Regions from separate parts of the Pan troglodytes genome. Here region 1 is linked to region 2. Evidence: chromatin contacts called from public HiChIP or PLAC-seq data. All regions are on one chromosome and are shown on one strand. The core of a region is the stretch at or near the end of the contact, and the rest is flanking DNA. Distances in the headings are between cores, read along the strand shown.

The links. HiChIP or PLAC-seq counts read pairs in DNA pulled down with a chosen protein or histone mark.
Region 1: a contact with region 2 is called in an H3K4me3 HiChIP or PLAC-seq map of stem cell-derived excitatory neurons, with 5 times the contacts expected there. The contact joins the promoter of DNAJC11 here to the promoter of CAMTA1 in region 2. A contact is called at or near these places in 1 of 7 Hi-C or Micro-C datasets (blood) and 1 of 1 datasets of contacts at active chromatin or transcription factors (stem cell-derived excitatory neurons).

The regions. Positions count from the first base shown.
Region 1 is chr1:225,294,774-225,298,201 of NHGRI_mPanTro3-v2.0_pri, forward strand. It overlaps DNAJC11 (DnaJ heat shock protein family (Hsp40) member C11), which reads left to right and starts at 1,346. Exons shown (of 16, transcript XM_016953272.3): 1 at 1,346-1,570. The coding sequence starts at 1,499.
Region 2 is chr1:225,207,895-225,211,655 of NHGRI_mPanTro3-v2.0_pri, forward strand. CAMTA1 (calmodulin binding transcription activator 1) reads right to left here and starts at 1,767. Exons shown (of 21, transcript XM_054662341.1): 1 at 1,638-1,767. The coding sequence starts at 1,682.

The sequences.
Region 1 (3,428 bases), core at 96-2,595, 86 kb after region 2:
AGCCCTTAATTTACAACCTGGGCTGACAGTTTGTTTCAGGCTGACTCAACCCACCCGAACAATCTGTCTCAGCACACCGAAGTGTCTCATGCCAAAAGATCCTAAGAGGGCTGGGCAACTTGGAAGGGATGAGACACAGGCCCAGATGGTGCACATCTGGCCAAAAACTAGAAAGAGAAAGAAATCAGCCTCTCAAATCCACAGACAGGTGTTCGGGGCTTCCCAGGAGACCTGCTTATGAAGGGCAACGGGGATGGCTATGGACTGGTGGTTAGTGAAGGAACAACAAAGGTTTCTGAGACTTGCGCAGGTCAGCGGGAACCAAACAGGTGGCAAGAGTGGGCTGCTGTCCACCTTCCCTTGACAATGGCGTCATTTCGAAGACCTTTAAATTATTTAGATTATTGTAACCAAGACATCTTTAATAATGCACCAAACAGCAGGCACCAGGTTGAAATCAATTAGACTCCACCGATAAATTATAAGGGAGAAATTTACAGGAGAATGGCTCTGGGGTAGGGACTGCAGGTACACATGCCTGCCAGAGACAATTATATCAGGAACCAAATAGTTATTGCTTTGTCATTTAAGCAGCAGGAAAGATGGCCAGGTGCTCCTAAATTAGAGCAATAACAAATAACTAAAATGAGGAGGCCTGTTCTGGGCGGGAAGGCTTCTGGGTGGCCAAGAGAAAAGACAATGGAGGTAGGAATAAATCTCATTTGGGGGATTTCTGGGATCCGGATGCACCCTGCACTGGGTGCACCTCACGCTTCTTCCAGGAGTTTGGGGCCAGTGGGGTAACAGGTGGTATCACAGGGGTTTGTCTCCCAGAGGATGACAATCTCCTGGAGGTGACTTCAAAGTTTCCCTTTCTAGGCAGGACGCGGTGGCTCATGCCTGTAATCCCAGCACTTTGGGAGGCCGAGGATCTCCTGAGTTCAGGAGCCTCAGACCAGCCTGGCCAACATGGTGAAACCCTGTCTCTACCAAAAATACAAAAAAATTAACCGGGCGTGGTGGCGCGCGCCTGGAGTCCCAGCTACTCGGGAGGCTGAGGCAGGAGAATCGCTTGAACCCGGGAGGTGGAGGTTTCAGTAAGCCGGGATTGCGCCACTGCACACCAGGCTGGGCGACAGAGTATAACTCCGTCTCAAAAAAAAAAAAAAAAAAAAAAGCAAAGTTTCCCTTTCTAGTACAAGAAAAGCCCTAGGGAGTCCTGGCTGGATCTCAGGCCCCCGAGGACGCTGCCACGCGTCCATTGGGAGCACGAAGAGAGACCCGCGTGGTCACCCCGCTAGGGCTGCCTAGGCGCCGCGTCCCGCCCTAGGCCGCGCGGGGGCGCAAAGCGCAGGCGCACTCCTGCCGGGCGCGGACGGCTCCGGGCCGCCAGGGGCCGCTGTGGCGCAGCCGGGCTGGCCCGCGCTGTCCCTGACGCGGATCACTGGCCCCTCTTGAGCACGGCCTTGCCGGTTTGGCGGGGTGAAAGGTTGCGAAGATGGCGACGGCCTTGAGCGAGGAGGAGCTGGACAATGAAGACTATTACTCGTTGCTGAACGTGCGCAGGGAGGTGAGGCCAGCGGCTGGACGCTCTAGGGGCTGAGGCCGAGCCCGGTCGTTCGGGAGGGCCGGGCTGGCGGCGGCCGCCCCGCCCCCGCCACGGGAGGCTCGGGTCCGGCGGGGAGGCCGCGTGACCCCGGCGACGTGCACGCCAGCCACCCGATGGAGCCGTCCCCACCGCCCAGACCCTTCCGCCGGGGGTGCCGGGGCCGGCCTCCGCCCCAGCTCCTGGAGGCCAGTGCGCCGCGTGCACTGTGTCCGGGCAGGGCCAGAGGCCCCCGCACGCACAAGAGGAAACGGGGGGCCCGAGGAGGCCACCGTAGTGGGGTTCGCAGTCCTCCGAGACCCCGTCTCGCGCTCAGCCCACATACTCGTCCTGGCTGAGGGGCTGTGTCATCGCCCGCCGCCAGCAGGATGGCGAACTGAGTCTCACCCACCAAGGTCAAAGCCACTAGGAAACGTCCTTAGGGCTTTTTCCGGTCCCCGAGTCTTTCGTGGGGACGCTCTGCCTCTGAAGTGGGTCCAGCCTCAGAGGCACGCGTCTCGTGCCCTCTTTCATTCCCCTGGACCCGCTATCCAGAAATTGCAGGCAGAGCCTCCGGGACACAGACCCTCGGCTCGGAGGCTGCAGATTAGGAAGAAGCCCCAGGCCAGAAAAGTGGTGCCCTAACAACAGCTTCAACATTCACACCAAGCACTTGTACCCTGTCTCCTCAACGAATAAAAGATAACATGAGAGAGTCTCACATAGTCTGGCAGTAGTAGGGCCCCACTACACTCCTTTGTTCATGACTAGTCTGGAGTTGAGATAGGTGTGAAGGGCGAGAAGGCTTCCAGGGTCAGGTCATGAGGTGGATCAGTTTCTTTAAGCCGATGGGTCCAGACTTTTCAGCCCTGCCAGAGAATTCCTAATTCCATCTCTCAGGTTTTCCAGTGGTAATGAAAGCTAGCCAAGTTTGGCTATGCTAACCAAAGCGGGTTCAGTGTGTGTTGTCAGTAAATATTAGTCTATGTGGTGTTAATAATACGAACTTATCTTGTGTGGGACCACTATGCTGAATGAACTTTGTACTGTTATCTCATTTAATTCTGAGGATAGCTCTTAAGGTAAGTATTATGATAGCCCTTGATTTACACTTGAGGAAACCAAGGCATAGATTAGTGTGTCTAAAGTCACACTACTAGAAAGTGCAAGAGCCTGAACTCAACCCAGGCAGTCTGACTCTGGAGCCCAGCTTGTGAGCTCCATGCTAGTCTGTCACCTTACCTTACCAGTCCTTGGACTACAAAGCTGCTAGTTCTGGTACTGTATCCTTGAGTGTCACGCGCGTCCGTGTGAAGAGACCACCAAAACAGGCTTTGTGTGAGCAATAAACCTTTTTAATCACCTGGGTGCGTATGGGCTGAGTCCGAAAAGAGAGTCAGCAAAGGGTGGTGGGATTATCATTAGTTCTTATAGGTTTGGGATAGGCGGTGGAGTTAGGAGCAATTTTTTGTGGGCAGGGGGTGGATCTTACAAAGTACATTCTCAAGAGTGGGGAGAATATTACAAAGTACCTTCTTAAGGGTGGAATATCACAAAGTACATTATCACAGGGGCGGGGAGCGTGTATTGTCATAAGGCCAATTGACCAGTTAGGGTGGGGCAGGAGCAAATCACCATGGTGGAATATTTTCCGTTAAGGCAGGACCTGGCTATTTTCACTTCTTTTGTGGATCTTCAGTTGCTTCAGGCCATCTGGATGTATATGTGCAGGTCATAGGGGATATGATGGCTTAGCTTGGGCTCAGAGGCTTGATACTGAGCACCTCATGAAAGAATCCCTCGAATGTATGGGCCACTGTACTGTGAGAATGTCCAGTGAAAT
Region 2 (3,761 bases), core at 517-3,016:
CTTCTCCTTACCCAGCCAACATGAATACAATTTGAGAAAATTAGAAAAAGTCAAAGTAACAGGCTCACTAAATATGGCTGACTGCGAAGCAGAAGCCACAGAGGAGGATATGAGTTCTCTCAAAAAACAATCGGGAAGTTTATATCCAGGAAAGGTTCAAGGACTCTTGAGTGTGGGACGGACAAAGTCTGGTTCTCACTGCACAGAAGACAGTAATCAAAACATCAAAAAACAAGGCCACATGACCCTTTTCCCAGTGAGGTAGTGTCAACTGATGAAGGTTGCCCCCTCCTGAGACACAAGAGTCAAGTGGAGGCAAAAATATACCCAGGTCTTCCTCAGACACAGGAGCAACTAGTGTGGCCCCTTTTCACTCAAGCACTAGGCACAGTGGAAGCCCTGCCCTACATCTTATTGGGGCGCCCACTCTCACCCAGACAAGGAACTCCGAGAAGAGAGAACAAGTCAGTGTAGACACACAAATGGCGAAAGGAGCACGGTGAACGTCCAGTTGTCTCCATAAGAAAAGGAGGGCAACTCAAAGGGTATTTAGGAAATGAGCTCGCCCTAACCCAGCAAAGTGTACGAGAGTATGCATGATCTGGAAGAAGTGTCTGCTTTCCTATTTAGAAATGACTTCAGAGCTGCACAAGCCCCCACTATCCACTGGGTGAGGAAAGAAGAACATGGGCAGCCCGAGTCCCCTTGTCCTGGCAAAAAGGGTCAACGGAGAGTGTGCAGAGGCCCCAAAAGAATCCAAAGAAGATGAGCAGATCAGACGGACCCCTGTGCCAAGGAAGGATCGGGGTCACGGAAGGTAAAGGGCAAGGGAGTGTGGAGATCCTCACTTGCCATAGAAACGGAGACCCCACCCTCCTGGCTGTGAGGGTGCAAGGGCAAGAGTAGGATGTGAACGACTGCGAGGGGCGGGGATGCTGCGCAGGCCCCCTTCCCTTCCCGGGAAGCGAAGGGGGAGGGGTCACACGAGGCCCTTCGGCCGAGGGACGCTCGGCAGGACGGGGTCCCCCTGGCGGGGAGAAGCTCGGGGACCCCCCGCCCGCTCAGGGAGGTGTCCACGGAGCTGAAGAGGGTGCCGGAGAGAGTACATCTGGCCCTGCCCGCCGGAGAGCAGGGGGCCGGCGAGGGCTGAGCGCCGGCCGCTGCCGCCCGACGGGGACCGGCCCGGAGCAGTGGGGCGCGGGGCCAGGAGGACCCGAGGCGTATAAACTTTCCGCCCCGCGGCCCCCACCGTGGACCCAGCGCCGGGGGTGCGGGGGCCGCGCAGCGGGCTCGGGAGCGGCGGGGATGCCCGGTCCGGGTGGGGGAGGCGCCGGCCCTCCGCCGGCTCCTCCTCCTCGCTGGGCCCGGTCCCCGCCCCGCGAGCCCCCCGCCCCCTCCGGCCCCAGCCCGCCCCCGGGGGTGGGGTGTGGGGCGCCGCGCTCCGCCGGCCCCGCGAGTCACCTCAGGACTCGGCCGCGCTCCGCCCCCCCACCCCGCCGGCCCCCTCCCCGGCCGGGTCGCCCGCCCGCCGCGCCCCCGCGCTCCCGCCCGGCGCCGCCGATGCCCGGGATGTCCGGCGGGGCCGGGTCCCGCCGCCCGCCGCGCCGCCCCCCAGCCCCTCGCGCTCCGGCTCTTACCTTCCGGCTTGTTTTCGGCAGCCATTTCCCCTCCGCGCGCCACATCCTCCTCCTCCTCGCGACCGGGACCCCGAGCGCGCGCCTCGTACCGCCGCCGCCGCGCACCCGCCCTGGCCCCGCCCCGCGGCCCACGCACAGCTCCCGTTGGGCCGTGCGGCTGCCACTCATCGCTCCCGCCACCAATCGCCCCGCACCAGGGGTCTCACTACTCTCCGGGAGGAGCGTCCTATCCATCCGGCCCATTGGCTGGTCACCACCCAACGGACTGAAAGGATTGGTCAAGAATCAACGCCCCCTCCCCACCCACTCCCAGGAAAGCCCGCCTTCCGGACCTAAACAAAGCTTCCTAGTGGCCAGAACCCGAAAGAACTGTCCAATCAGGACGGGCCCGACACGGAATATTTCCTCGAGGCCGAGACGTGGCGTTTTGATTGGGCGTCACTACAGTGTTTCCCAGGCCGTCCAGACCAATCAAAGGGGGTTCCCGGAACTCGGGAGCGGCGAAGGGAAGCCCCGCCCCCGAGCGTGACCGTCATGAGGAAGGCGCTCCCTCATTGGCACGCTGGGGCTTTTCCCGCGTGCTCCCGGGGCTGAAGGACGTTCCCGGGGAAGCCGCTGCTGGCGCGTGGGGTCCCGGTGGCTGTGGGGGACGCGCCGGGATCTCCGGGATCCCGCAGCCCGCCGCCGCCGCCGGTGGGGAGCCGGACGCGGGGGGCCTCGGGGCTGAGGTCCGCAGGGGTGCCGCGCCCTGGAGTCCGGCTGCCTAGGAGTCCGGGCGTCGCTGCCAGCCGTGGGGGAGGGGCGAGCCTCCCGCCAGGCCCCGCCCCCTCGGCGTCGCGTCCCCACGGCCCCGGCGCCGCCCGCCTGCGCCCGCCTCCTGTGCCCGCCCCCGGTGAGCTCCGTTGTCCCCTTTTCTGGCGGCTTAAAATACCGAAACTTTATTTTGGTCACGTTGCCCATGTGACCCGCGGAGCGGATGACTCATGGATGCCTGTCCCAGGATGAGGCCGCCGGCCGAAAGCAGAGAAGCGCCAGCCCCGGCCGCCCGGGTGGAGCGCGGGGCAGCCGAGTTTCCCACCCTCCTCAATCCGGGGAGTCCGCGCGGGGCTTTTCCTAATAAATAGCCAGGCACCCGCTGCCCTCGCGCTGCGTACGGGAGGACGTGCCCCCCGGGAGGTGGGCGCCCGCCAGGTGCCCCGGGAACGAGCCTAGGAACCGGGTCCGCCGAGTGCGGCTCTCGGGGCGGCTAGGCGTGCGGGTGGCTGGGCAGCGCTCCCAGGGACCGGCCTCTCTCCGGAGAAAGTAAGGAATTCTGCTCCTGGGCAGGTAATATCGGAAACAAAAGGAGAGGCTGCAATCGCAAATTATTTAAAAAGAAAAAAAAGGAAAGAAAAGTTGAATGTAAGAGCTCCAGCCCCTCAATGTGATCTTGTACGGTTTGCAGTAAGAACATTTCATTCTTCCGCATTTTATTTTTCCTTTTGCTACTGTTGGTGACAACTAGCAAAATAAGTGAAAAATCCTCGTTCAAGTGTTCTGGCATTAAGATTGACTGTCACACTGAATTCTGTGCCAATCCTAACAAAATGTGTTCTTTTTCTGGTCTTCACAAGTAAGAATGTCTTAGGTTTTCCAGAAATAAAGATGTCCCAAGAGAATGTTTTGTGTTACACACTCATTCTTCAAGAAACTTTAATTTTATGAGCCTCAAAAATTGCAAAAATTTAACAACGGGGGGACAATATTTTATCGATTAGCATTCTTAATAGCACCTATGTTGACGATTTGTGTGGAGAAACGGATTCTTAAAAGTGCTGGTGGCATTGTAAATTAGTATATTCCTTTCGAAAAGCAATTTTACAGTATGTATTAAAAGCCATAAAAATGTCTGCATCTTTTGACCCAGTGATCTTACTTCTGGGAATCTGTTCTAAGGAAATAACACTAAATGCCAGAAAAGCTGTATGTGTGAAGGTATTCTTCACAGGATCACTGTACTTAACTACAACAAAAAATTGGGAGCATCCTACATGTGCTAATATTGGGTATTTAGTAAATTGTGTTACATCTACACAGTGGAACATTATGCTAGTTGTAGACATCAGAAACAGAAAATACCCATTG